Regions from separate parts of the Mus musculus genome. Here region 1 is linked to region 2. A link is a contact called in public Hi-C data. All regions are on one chromosome and are shown on one strand. Each heading gives the region's core, a stretch centred on a gene start, on an enhancer-like site or on the middle of the called end of the contact. The rest is flanking DNA. Distances are from core to core; before and after follow the strand shown.

Evidence for each region. A called contact is a pair of places that touch in the nucleus more often than the background predicts.
Region 1: a contact with region 2 is called in a Hi-C map of liver, with 7 times the contacts expected there. The contact joins two enhancer-like sites. A contact is called at or near these places in 2 of 39 promoter capture datasets (both in liver) and 3 of 484 Hi-C or Micro-C datasets (all in liver).

Annotation. Positions count from the first base shown.
Region 1 is chr4:49,146,198-49,153,765 of GRCm38.p6, reverse strand. The region is part of intron 1 of Plppr1 (phospholipid phosphatase related 1); the gene reads right to left. Among named protein-coding and RNA genes, the nearest start is that of Plppr1, 91 kb to the right of the region's middle. Within about 2 kb of position 3,810, at least 6 of the 459 cell types and tissues checked have an H3K27ac peak or open chromatin away from gene starts, as enhancers often do. A contact at or near this core is called in liver, where this site is marked.
Region 2 is chr4:48,905,725-48,912,407 of GRCm38.p6, reverse strand. The region is part of intron 1 of Gm12436 (a long non-coding RNA gene); the gene reads right to left. Among named protein-coding and RNA genes, the nearest start is that of Gm12436, 10 kb to the right of the region's middle. Within about 2 kb of position 3,032, at least 3 of the 459 cell types and tissues checked have an H3K27ac peak or open chromatin away from gene starts, as enhancers often do. A contact at or near this core is called in liver, where this site is marked.

The DNA.
Region 1 (7,568 bases), core at 2,561-5,060, 240 kb before region 2:
CTCAAAAAAAAAAAAAAAAAAACAAAAACAAAAACAAAAACAAAAAAAAAAAAAACTGCAGTGGTCAGCCCTGAAATCATATACATACAAGTACCATTATAGGGATGAGACAGGTTGTAATGCTTTTAGGAAAACACACACACATACACAGGAGAGAAAGAGAGAGACAGAGGGGGGAGACCAGAGGGAGAGAAAGAGAGAGGGAAAGGGAGAGAGGGAGGGAGGGAAGCATGGAGGGAGGGAACACAAAAGGGAATAAAAAGGAAGAGTTGGAAGGAGAAACTTGGAAGAGGTAAAACAATGCTGTTTAATTAATGATGTTTTAATTAAAAATTATTTCAAAGAAAACTCCCCAGTGTTCCATGCCCCACTCTGTCTGACCCATGCCCAGGCACCCAACTCTAGTCCAGAAGAAAAATAACTTATTCTCTGAGTCCAAACGCAACATGGATGTTTATTCCAGAAATAAACATCTCATGCAAATGTACACTTCATGTGTGCTACCCTTGTTTTGGAGGCATAAAAGTTTAAAACATAAGACTTGCTATCAATGTCTTTCATAGGCAGACAAGGAAAGAGCTCTTGAAGGAAATTAGTTAGGAGCCAAGCTGTGAGGACATAAGAGCAAAAGACAGTTGTTTATGTCTCTGGGGCTAAGGAGAAGAAGGAAGAACCATTTATCTGACATGCCACTTGTATGTTTAAAAAGGCAGGCAGGCAGGCAGGAAGGCAGGAAGGCAGGAAGGCAGGAAGGCAGGAAGAAGGCAGGAAGGCAGGAAGGCAGGAAGAAGGCAGGAAGAAGGCAGGAAGGCAGGAAGGCAGGAAGAAGGCAGGAAGAAGGCAGGAAGGCAGGAAGGCAGGAAGAAGACAGGCAGGCAGGCAGGCAGGCAGGCAGGCAAGAATTTAATGGGTTCCCAACTTCTATAGGAGTTCAAATAGAACTCCTTTAGCAGAAACTATAGCTTGATCCATGACTTTGTGTGTATATAGTATATGCATATATGTGTCCACAAGTGCACGCATGAGCTTGCAAAATAGAGTGTCAATGTCAGGTCTCCTCCTTGATCACACTCTACCTTAATATCTGAGGCAAGACCTCTCCCTGAATCTAAAACTCACAGATTTGGCTAGATTAGCTGACCAATGAGCCCCCCAAATATCTTCTGTGTCGATCTCATTTGGATTATACATACAGACCACCACACTCAGATCTTTATGTGGATGCTTGCTAGGGAAGCACTTTACCAACTGGGCCAACTCCTGAGGCCTTGGCTTCACACCCTCCCTGTAGCATCAGTAGCAGTTTTTATATTGCTCTCTAATGTCGACTAGTGCCACTGAAATGCAACTTTATCTCTGAAATGCAGCTTTATCTCAAATAGTAGGTACCCAGAACCCCCAAAAATGTTCCAGGCATTTACTCCCCCATTCAGACACACTGTGCTTCACTTTCTCCTTAATTTCTCTCCCTCTCTTGTTGTATTTATTCAATTTTGTCTCAGCCACTTTTTCTAGAATGGCAAACCTGGTTCCTGCTGTGTCCCTCTAAGTTCATTCGCCCATGGGCAGTTGTTTTTATTCTGCTCATCCCCAGCTCAGCTTCTCTAAACCTTGAAGTTTAGAACCTGACCAGCTAACACCCATGTCCTGTCTACGAGGTTTTACCTAAGATCCCTGGGGGTCATGGCCCATGGCAGTCACTGTTTGCCTTCAACACCTCCCTGCCTGCCTGTATCCTAAGACAGTAGTAAGCAATCAAAGCTGTCACAGCTATATCATATCTTAAGAAGCTTCCCTGGTCTACTCGGAGCCCTCTTTGAGCAGTTGCTTTTATTTTCTTTCACTCACGGGCCACCAGATGGATTGTTCCCCTATGTGTCCATAATAATCATTGCTGGACGTGAACATTTTATCTCCATTGACAGTCCTAGTAAAGTAGCTCTTAACAAGAGTTAGCCTCGGAATCAGGGAGCCCCACTCAATTTGAGAAGAAGTCGATTACACTGCAGTGGTTATGAGAATACTGGTAGATTAATGCCCACAATGTGCCAGGTTCTTCATGTCACTGCACGCTTCCAACTCCCTTCTGACAGTTTAACTTAAAGTTCAATTTAAGGGAGATTAAGGGATTTCCTTGAGGTTTTTCACTCACCCCATGTCAGAGCCTGGCCTTGGAAATATGTATTTGTTGCCCATTGTTTTAGAGTTCCAATTATTGGGATGAAACATCATGACCGAAAGCATTGTGTGTGTGTGTGTGTGTGTGTGTGTGTGTGTGTGTGTGTTATTTAGCTTGTATTTCTGTATCACAGTTCATTAGTAGAAGCAGTCAGAGCAAGAACTGAAAGGGAGCAGGATCCTAAAGGCAGGAACTGGTGCAGAGATCATGGAGGAGTGGTACTCCAGGCCTGCTCCTCCTGGCTTGCTCAGCCTGTTTTCTTATAGAACCCAGGACCACCTGTTCAGGGCGGTGCCACCCGTAAGCAACTGGGTCCTCCCACATCAATTACTGATTCAGAAATGCTCTGCAGCCTGAGGTTTTTCCTCAACTGAGGTTTCCTTTTCTCTGATGACCAGTTTGTGTCAGGTTGACAGAAAAACTAGCCTGCACCACCCACCCCCACTCCTCTTTGGTATGACTGTGTATCATCCTATCTGAATTTGGATTCTAGATGATACTAACTTCTGGCCACAGGGCCACATTTGGGTTTTTAATGACTTCAAAGGAATATTCAAAGGCTCGTGATTCTATAGGATCTCCTTTTATATTCTTTGGAAATGTTTGAGGGGCTTGAAAGGCATCTAAGAGCCACAGTGAAATAGCGAGGATTATTTAGAACTCAGCATTAAGTGATTACCCTCATAGAGTGACTCACTATTCTTGTTGTTATTATTGTCACTCCTGGCTGAACGTAAAAAAGTTCTATGAGTAGAAAAAAGCAAGAGATCTTCTCATTAAGACAGGATATTGCTAAGTGTATATTCAAGCTATACGGCAAGAAGCATGACACACATAAGCCATATGGTCTATGCACACATTTCACCAGCAGGTTGTAAGCAACGGTTGCTAAAAGGGGCTATTATACAATATGGTTTTTTTGTGTCTCTCACATCTATGGATTTTTTTTTTACTCTCAATTCCTTGTCCTTTCATATTCCCCAATAGGGGAAAACACATATCTTTTCATCTCAACTGGCAATTTGCACTTCCGAATGTAAAATTTTCAAAAGCATTTATGTGCCCACATCTGTTGCATTCATCACCATAACCCCAGTGTTTGGCCCCTGGTAGGAACTCAATAAATAATTGTGTAATTTAAATCAGGTTCCATTTCCACAATGATCACAGCTGCCCTCTTAGGCTAAATTTATGCAAGTTGATGAAGCTATGTGTGAACACAGATAGATGTAAATGTAAGGCTGTTCTCTCCCATACATTATCCCCCAGGAGTGAGCAGGCCTCTTGGTTGTATGAGGCTTTGCTGTGGAAATGGTGGAAATGAAAGTCTTTCCTGCATTGCCAATTGGGCAGAATGTACAGAGTCTAGCATCGGCAGGCAGGCAGGCTCCTGGGTACAATGCTACAGGTACCTGGAGAGCCATCCCTAGCAACTGCTGGGCTCAGCCTAGTTGGGAAATATAATGAACTGAAAGAGTTGGCAACATAAAAGGAGACCTTCTTCACCACCTCTAAGAAGTACTGAGTAGTTAATCAAGGCAGATCATTTAAAACAACCCTCAGGTCCCTCCTGTGTTTATCAGCTTCCCCCTGCTGTGCTTTTCAATGAGAGCAGGAAAAAGAGTAACCCCTTGCTGGCCATTCCAGTCCTCATTAAATTGAGGCCAGCACAGTCAAGTACCAGGTACTTAGTCAGACATAGGCAGACGCTCAAAGACTCCATCCTGGAACCAGGTCAAGTTCACACTCCAGTTCCCACTGCTTCTTACATCCAGATCAACCTTTTTCACCCTTAGGCTGAGCCAACTCCTCACCTTCCTGCTTCCTGATGGGATTCTAGAAAGATACTGAAGGGAAAAGCAGAGTGGGGCCTTGCTCTGGTATCCCCACTCCTACCTCCCTCTCCACAGGGTCACCTGCATCAATCATAGTCCCTGCCCACAGGTTTTCTGTCAGTAAGGCTCTCCACACAGCACTGTCTATTGACCACTGAATTTCAGACCTCCGTCCTCTAGTTACATCCAGGCATACTCTATGTAGGGTTGTTATCCTGCCTGATCCACCATTTTCTGTATGAGATGTGGCAGGTTAATATTTAACTTCTCTGCTTACTTATGCTGGGAATGGCACCAGTTCCCAAGTCACATGGGTGTCGTGAGAACAAAATAACACATTTATAGCAGTTAGAACAGGGCTCAATGAAATATTAATTACTGTTATTACAGAAGCTCAGCTTGGCAAGATTCCTGGTTTTAGCCTCAGATTTGACCTTAATCTCCCATTCCCACTCTTTTATAACAAAGGAAAATAACTGTGCAGATACTTTTTTTTTAATGTCATCTCTTATTTATCTTTAACATATTACGTGAAACAAGTTAATCTATTTTTTTTTCAGGATCCTATAAGAAATTAAACTGCTAACATGGTCTTGTCCAACCCAAAGCCACAGGGAGGTCAGGTTCAAAGCCTGAAGTAAGGTCAGTCAGGGCCTCCTGAATTTTAATCTAGAGAAGTCCCCTTGGTGTCCATCTCGGGGGTGACAGCACTGATGGATTGGCAGTCACTACCAGAACATTGTGTTCAAAAATAGTGATGAAAGAGGAGTGCTGTGATTGATTACCAAGGTCTGCCAAGGGCACATAGGTTGAAATGATGACATCAGTGCCCTTGTTCTTTGTTTACTGGTCCACTCTACCTTCCCAAAGAATTAGACGAGTAATTCTTCAGCAGATATTGATAAAGCAACTTCTCTTTGTAAGCATCACAGGAGAAGGTGGAACACACATTGGGCCTTTGGACCTACTCTATCTTTGTCTCTGGTAGTTTATAATCTAGGCAGAAAGTCAAAGAAGAGAGTGACGCCCCTATTAACTCAATAGTAATTGAAAAGTGGAAAAGTTTACTGTCCCTGTTATTCACTGGTACTTTAGTAAGCACTGGAGAGTTGAAAAGAACATAACTGCACTGATATAAGGAGTCTATGAAGCAAGGGTAAGATAGCACATAGAACAAGAGGAGTTTCTACAAGTTCTGTGGGAGGGAGCTGAGTCCAAGCTCAGTTTCAGAATGGCGTGTCAGATACGCCCTGCAGGAGAGGATTGTCTGAGTGCTCAGAAAGGTGCTGACAACACAGTTCTTAATACACACCTTTCCAGTGTAGAGTCAGACATATGGTCTCTCCCTTCCCGCTATCACAAGTTTTGGGCTCTGAGACCAAACATGTCTGTACTCAGAACTTAAACACTCAATTTAATGTTCAGGGAACTGAATATCAAGTTTGCTTGATGAAATTTATGATGAGAGTGAATACTTTTAAGTCAAGATTTCTGACCCATTGAGTCCCAATAATTACCCAATAATTAGTGTCCAATTCAGTTATAGATTATACACCCTGCTACAAGTAGCTTCCTTATTCAGGTAGGTATTGGGATAGCTAATCTTGGTTGTCAATTAGACCATATCTTGAATCAACTAAACTCATACCGCTGGGAACTCCTGTGAGGGAGTCTCATGACTGGATCATTTGAAGTAAGAAAAAACCTCCCTAAATCTGGGCACACCTTCTGGTGGCAGCTTGCATAAAACAGCATGGCAAAAGGAAGCTTTTGCTTTTTGCCTGTTTGCCCCCATTTCTCTGGAAGGTTCAGCTATCCTGCTGCTAAGGCATTTCTCTGCTGGTGTTAAAACCTACTTCTTCAGGATTGCAAAGTAAAGTGAAGGCCAGCAGCGCTGGGAATCCTTCAGGCCTCCAGCACTAACTTGGCCCTGACTCAATTCTTGGTCTTTCTGTCAAGAGACAGACAGACATTCTACCCAAGTCGGAGCCTGTGAGTCAGTTAGATAAATCACTGAGTGTGTGTGTGTGTGTGTGTGTGTGTGTGTGTGTGTGTGTGTGTGTGGTGTGTGTGTTATGAGAGATGATAGATAGATAGATAGATAGATAGATAGATAGATAGATAGATAGATAGATAGATAGATAGATAGATCTCATGTCCTTTTCCATGTTTATATGTGGTGGAACTCTCTGGTACAGTGATTGATGTGAGTAGAGGCCAGAAATGGATTTTGGGTGTATTTCTCTATGACTCTCCACTTTCTTTTGTGAGACAGCATCTCTCACTGAAACTGGAACTTACCAGACTGGCTGGCCGTGAACCCTGGTCCTGTCTACCCCACCCTGTCCACATTGCTGGAGTTATTGAATGTTGTCTCTAAGTTTGGCTCTGATGTGAGTTCTCGGTACTGACCTCAGGTTCTTACACTTGCAAGGTAAGCTCTGTGCCCACTGAATTCTGTTTACCCTACACCCCACACCCAGATCTTGATGCTCTCCCAGCTTTTCAATGGTGCATAATCTCAGATTGCTGTCTTCCCTCCAGGACACCTCCATTGCTCTGTATCTCGTCTCCTGTGAGGATATCTACAGTGCTCTGTTGTCTGCCAAGACATTGTCTTCATGCATCCTCTCCAAAATGATGTTTTCTGTTTATAGGTCTTTTTCTCTTCCATTGCCTCTGTGGCTAAACCTGCCAAGCCTTCCCTCCATTACTGCTGGACATAGAGGTCTTTTTTGTTTGTTTCATCATTTAACCAGATGAATAAACAAACAAACAAATACAAAACAACAATAACAAATCATCAAGGGCATACATTTCTACAGAAGTATGCTTCTTAAAATAAACATTTTCTTTTGATTTGTTAATCAATATTATGAGAAGAATTATTCTTCTTTCATAGCTAAAAAACAACACAAAGCTTCAATCACAGCATAAAATAGACTCTAATATTCTCTGCTTTTTCTTAATATCACTACATTTTCCTCCAAGCAGATTCAGTTCGGCAATATTTAAGGAGTTGTAAAAATTCACATTACAAATGTAAATTGCAGTTTCATTGGTATATTTGAATTTTGATTTGTAAAGATCTTGGAATGGTACATTCTCTAGTTCATACTACGGGAAATCCATTTCCTTCAGGAAATTAAAAATTATAAATTACAATCATATATTCCTTACTGTTAGCACTCTCTGGTTTCTCTAGAGAGCACTTCGCACTGCATGGAGGTACAGATGTCTACATCACTTATTGATACCTAATGTTTTGTTTGGGTTTGTATGAGTCACAATCACCGTGTTCATGCAGGAAGGTATGTTTGTGTCCTTGTGGTGAGGGAGGGATAAAATATGCAGGGGCTCATGCTGTGGTTCAGGCTTCTATTGCTGTGATAAAATGCAATGATCAAAAGCAACTTAAGGAGGAAAGGATTTATTTCCAGCTTTGAGTGCATCACCCAGAGAACTCAAGGCAGGGACTGATACAGGAACTGATACAGGAACTGATGCAGAGGCCACAAAGGAATACTACTCACTGGTTTGTTCTTACTGGCTTG
Region 2 (6,683 bases), core at 1,783-4,282:
CCCCAAAAGGTCACTAATTCTTTGAACCCACAGAAAAGACCCTGGAAACTGTATGGGTAATTTTGAGTAGATTTCAAAGTTTCTATTTTTAAAAAATGGTTTTACTATTAAGTCGGCTGCAGTTCCACAATGTTTTAGAGCCTGATTATCAATTTCAACACAAAAAGGTTTCAAGGAAACTGTCCAGGGTAATGAGGAATTCGAGGATGATTGGTGGTTTCTAGTAGAAAGTCAGCCTTTCAGTCCATGAGAACAGCATCTTGTTCTATTTGTTAAAGGTGACTTTCATTTCTATAACTCTCGTTTAATAGTCAGATATCATATGTGTGTACTTTGCTGTATTATTAATCATTTTATATTTTGTGAAGACACTGGGTTTGATGAGTTTTTATCAAAACTATTGTTGAATCTTGTTGAATACTTGTGCATCTGAGATAATGACTGCATTATTTTTTTCCTATTTAATCTCTTTGCATTAGATTGAGTTAAACCACCTTTATATCCTAGTGAGATACACACGCACGCACGCACGTACCTGTTTGTTCTTAACTACTTTCAAGCCATAATTATCATGTTTTTGTTTCCTTTTTTTCTCAAATTAAAATTACAGAAGCTACACATGTCCTCTTGTCTATTCTGAGCTTTAATCCAGATACTGAGAGGGGAATGGCATGTAAAAGTTATAAATGAAATCCCTGCTTTTTTCAAACTTAAAGATTATGGGAAAAAAAGACTAAATAATAGAAAGTAATAAAGAAAAAAACATTTTAAAAACTGTGTGATAGAGAATCATATGACATAATTTTCAGCACACAAAATGCAATCTCACATCTGGTTGAAGAGTAAGGTAATCATGGCCACCTCATGACATTTCAAATTTAGCAGTGGGACAGTCTCAGCACACAAATTCATGATTAATTCAGTAAAATCTGAAAAACATACCACCTTCGCTGTCTACTCTGTGTTCTCTGGTGCCTTCTTTTACCTAAGATGGGATTCCCCTGCAGTCACAATTAGCCTTCTAGTGAGCTCATTTTTATGGGTTGCTTTATTCAGTTTGGAAATTTTGGAAAACTAAACTCACCACATGTCCCGACAGTGACATTTCTCTGGGTGATTCCAGTACTGCTACTAAGCTGCACCTCACTTGGTTCAGAAGGCAGGTGTGAGGCATTACCCATTACTCGGCTATTTCTTCTGATGAGCAGAGTCACTGGCAGGAGTTTTCTCTAAAGATGTGGCCATTTTCCAGTTCCCTGCTCTTAGAGTTATGGGCAGAGACTAAAGAGGCACTGTTGACCTTGTTTAATCCATAAACCAGGGCTGTGACTTCCACAGCCTAGCTCCCTGTGTTCTTGAGTCTGTTGCCAAGTTCAGAGGTAAAAGTAGGGTTTTTTCCCCACATTTTTATTAGATATTTTCTTAATTTACATTTCAAATGCTATCCCCAAAGTCCCCTATACCCTCCCCACCTCCCGCCCTGCTCCCCTACCCACTCATTCCCACTTCTTGGCCCTGGCATTCCCCTGTACTCGGAGCATATAAAGTTTGCTAGACCAAAGGGCCTCTCTTCCCAATGATGGCCGACTAGGCCATCTTCTGCTACATATGCAGCTAGAGATACTAGCTCTAGGGGTACTGGTTAGTTCATATTGTTGTTCCACCTATAGGGTTGCAGAGCCCTTCAGCTCTTAGGTACTTTCTCTAGCTCCTATATTGGAGGCCCTGTGTTCCATCCTATAGATGACTGTGAGCATCCACTTCTGTATTTGTCAGGCACTGGCAAAGCCTCACAGGAGACAGCTATATCAGGGTCCCTTCAGCAAAATCTTGCTGGTGTATGCAATAGTTGTCTGCGTTTGGTGGCTGATTATGGGATGGACCCCTGGGTGGGGCAGTCTCTGGATGGTCCAAACTTTCGTCTTAGGTAATAAGGACACATGCTTCACTCTGTTCATAGCAGCCCTATTTATAATAGCCAGAAGCTGGAAAGAACCCAGATGTCCCTCAACAGAGGAATGGATACAGAAATTGTGGTACATTTACACAATAGAGTACTACTCAGCTATTAAAAACAATGAATTTATGAAATTCTTGGGCAAATGGATGTATCTGGAGGATATCATCCTGAATGAGGTAACCCAATCACAAAAGAAGTCCCTTGATATGCACTCACTGATAAGAGGATATTAGCCCAGAAACCTAGAATACCCAAGATACAACTTCCAAAACACAAGAAAATCAAGAAGGAATACCAACATGTGGATACTTCATTCCTTCCTAGAATGTGGAATAAAATATCCATGGAAGGAGTTGCAGAGACAAAAGTAGGGTCTTAATTCTGACACATCTTCAGAAGTGGCCTCAGGGGCACCATCTGTCCTGGTGGGTTGATGCACTATTTGTCTGAGAGTTGTTTCTGAAAGGCTAGTCTAGAATCTTTGTATTAAGGTTCTTTCTTCACAAAATACTCATTGTAGTTACCTTCAAAGTAAAGCAGCTTGTATAAGAACCTAGATGTCCTCACTGTGTGTCACATAAGCTTACTGGCCCCACTAGAGAAGCCTTTGCCCTCCTGAAATTTTTTTCAAAGGGGAAACATAAATTTTCAAAGGATCCATCAAGGTGTTTTGAGGGAAAAGTCAGCTCTGGGCCTGACCTTTGCCTACAGAGTTCTGATAGATCTTGAACAGTGCCTGTTATGTAAGAACTGTAATGTTTCCCCTGCCTCATTTCCCTCCTGGGGGCCTCATTTCAGTGCTCAAAAACTAAAACTAGCAAACCAGAAGAGGAGTAAGCATGCAGGACAGAGAGAACTAAATCCCACAGCTTCTAGTCTCTTCTCCACTTGCAAGGTGGCTGCCATGCAGAGGCAGACTTGAGTAGGGAGAGAAGGCTCTACTCTGAACAAAAATTAAATTCACCACTCTTATAACAGACATAATTATTGAACTGTGTTGCTTGGCTTAAATTGACCTTTGGATCTCCTATTATGCAAGAATAAATATTGATCTTATTAGCCTGCTAGAATCCAAGTGAGATGGTAGGAAAAAAACTCATGTGGTAAGCTTGAAAATAAACTAGGGCTCTAAAATGAAACCCTGTTTCATGCCATGCACGGTGCTGGCTCATTTTCAAGGCAATGGCCTTGAACTTCCTGATAGTTACCCTATTAAAAAGAGCAAAATATAATGCTCTTGCTCAGTCTGCCATCTTTTCCCGCATCTTTTTCCTACATTCTCTTGCTTGCTATAAGATAAACTTGTGACATTCCCTAGCCTTCCAACAATTGCTTGTCTCTTGAGTGAGAGGCCACAGCTTGTCACTGCACTCAGAGAATGAATGCTGCATGAGATGATAACATATTTTATTATCAAGGTTAGTTGTTACCTTCAACTGTCAAGGTGCAATCAATAATCTCTCCTCATAAGATTGTTGTGTGTGTTACATTGATTAATATTTGAGAAGATACTTCACAGAGACCAAGACACATAGAGGCCTCTTGGTTGACTCTGCACCAGATTTGAACATGACTTCATGCAGCTCTGTCTCTGAAGCCCAGACTATAAATGCCAAAGGTCTCAAGGTGCACATCATAAACTATCATCTAGCCACCAAGCATCAAAACTCACTTGGATTAACTGAGCATCATCTGACAAAGAGAAAAGTGGATGCTGGGAAGAAGATGAATGCTTGAAGAAAATTAAGCCTGATTGGTAATCAATAGTACAGCTAATCACTTCCCATGAAAGAAATTTACTTTTTACTGAAAATGAATAAGTTGCTCCTAATGTTAAGATGTATCACTGCATTAATATAACTTCAGTGAAATCCCATTAACTTTCTTTGCCTCACTTCCTCTTTCTTTAAAATGGTGGTTATGGTTCTACTTGATGGCTTTTATGACTGCCAAATTAAAAGTTATGTTCCCTATGGGGAAGCTGGACTTGTGGATTTTAATAACATCTTTCTCTCTGTGCAACATTGCTAGCAATAGGAACTTCCGAGGACTTGCACATGGGTGCAACTGCATACTGGTGTGGTGGAGATTATATTTATGAGTTTGTGTAAAATAGCATTAATAATGTCCCTTGTCTACCATATGGCTCAGAAACTGTTTCCTTCTATAGTTTGCAAAAGGAAATCATTCCTATAACTTTGTGAACAACCTTCAAAACTAATTTGAATGGGATCAGAGAGAATTGCAGCAATAATAATGGACATACAGGGGGTGATTTAGAAAATCAAGTCTGAGGTTTCATGGTTGGAGAAATAAAAATAAGTCCCAGGTGTTGCCAGACCGTGTGTACAGAGATCATGACTGCAGGAAGCAGAGTTGCCTAAACCACCCCCCAAGAAAGTTGTTTTCCTTGACATCTGGTTTCAAAGCAAAAATTACAACTAATGAAACTGACCTTTAGTCTCTAAGCAAGTCTACACATGAAGGTAACAGATTTTTCCAAAGTCCGCTTTTGTCTGGGGCTTCTTTCGTAAGCTATCTAATGTAGTTAACATTATGTCCAGAAGCAAAGACACTCTCCTGAAGTCACCCACAGTGATATTTACATTGCATTGTACTAGAAGTTGGGTGTTCAGGACTAAGAATGTATGTCTAAAATCCTCAGGTGGCTTACAGACAGACCCTCTCAGAAATGCTGGCATGCTGGAGAACTGGGAGTGACACACTCAGAGATAATCAATGGGCTTTCTGAAAATGCAATGGAGAGAGCATTGTGAGCAATGATTTGCAACTCAGCCAGGAATAGAAGCTCCTACTGGGAAGCTACAGTAGATAGTGCCTTACCCAGACCTCACAAGTCTTCTTTACTCTCTGTGGACCTCGTTCCCAGCTTTGGAACACACTGTTTCCAATATCCTTTTGTATGAAACTGATTTTGAAGGGATTTGGAGCCCTGTCAGAGGGCTTCTGGAACTGCTTTATTAAAGCTTACAGAAGGCCAGAAGTGGAAAAGAGTGCACTTCTCCAGATTAAAGGTGTAACTAATGGTACAGGAGTAAGAAAGCCCACCTCCTTTCCTCTAGAGCATGACAGCATTGAAAGCTAAACTACACTTCACGTGTTCCTGTAAGGTCAGCTGCTGATCCCTTCTGCAGGGCTTCCAGGAATTGCTCACTTGTCTGGGATTTCCCATTTGTGCTATTATCCTCAAGTGTTCATTTGCACAAAAAACTCTCAATGTAGTTTGGAACACACTGTTCCAAAAGGCTTGGTCTCCAGTTAGTGGAACTGTTTGGAAAAAAATTAGGGGTGTAGCCTAGTTGGGGTGTAGCCTAGTTGGGGTGTAGCCTAGTTGGAAGAGGTGTGTCAACAGAAGTAGGCTTTGAGGTTTCAAAAGCCTACACTAGGTCCAGTCTGTCTGTTTAGCTATCCACCTGTCTGTCTGTCTGTCCATGGCCTGTAGATCAGTATGAAAAGCTCTCAGTTACTGCTCTAGCACAATGCTTACTTGTTTGTTATCACACTCCCTCCCCACCATGATAATAATAGACTAACCCTCTGAAACTATAAGCAAGCTTTCTTCTACAAGGTACCTTCATCATGGTGTCTCTCTTCACAGTAATAGAACAGTTACCAAGACATCATTCTTTCAAGGTCTTCCTATGGCCTCCAACTCTCTATATGGCTGTGGCTGGACTTGAAGACCAGTTCCTCCCGCCATTCCCTCACAAATGCTGAGATTATAGGTGCGTGCCACCATTACCAGCATCAAAATATTAGGCAGAGATAAACAGACAATGTCTAAACTCTAAGGAACTGCCACTGATACAAAAGAAGGTCATCATGAAGATAATATAAGGGCAAGTTCATGTTCACATGCCATTATTCATAATAAAGTATTGAGCAATTTGTATCTATTCGCAAATTTATGGGTAAGAAAAAACATAGTAAATATACATTATGCACTAGCATCTTATACAGAGTTCATACAGAACAAGTTTTTAACAATACTGTAAGAATGAAATAGAAGATTGAAACTTGAGAATGTTAAGTGAAATAAACAAGTAACAACAAGTCAATTATTATATTGATAGTTTGAATGAAAATGGCCCTCATAGGTACACATATTCGCGTAGTTGGTCCCTAAGTAGTGAAACTGTTTAGGAATGGTTAGGAGGTATTGCCTTGTTGGAAGAGGGGTGTCATTGAAATTAAGCTTGAGGTTTCAAACACTGGACAGTGTGGGTCAAGGAAATGGTTGTATTAATCTCAGACTCTAAAGCAGGTGTGAAAGATTAGAGTTTAATAGCTTTCATTTCAGTACATAGGTTTCCTAATGTGATTGAGATGCTACGTCATAGGAGCAACAAGAGACCAAGAGTGCCAGGGCAGAGTGGAGGTCAGACACTACAGAACAAAATTTTAAAACTAGTTTACCATCATCTCTAGTACTACAAACTGAATGCTTGTGTGCCTAAATTTTTTTATGTGAAGATCTAATTCCCAGTGTGATAGTACGTGGAGGCATAGATGATAACGATTAACCAGTCATTATCCTTATAAAAGAAGCTCAAGAGAGTTCCATTGACCAAATCACCCTGTGAACAGCCACTGTGAACAAGGAAAGACACACTTACTGGTTTTCTGATCTTGTACTGATAGGCTCTGGAAGTGTAAGACACAGCTCTGTTGCTTATAAGCCACCCAGTTCATTGCTAGTTTG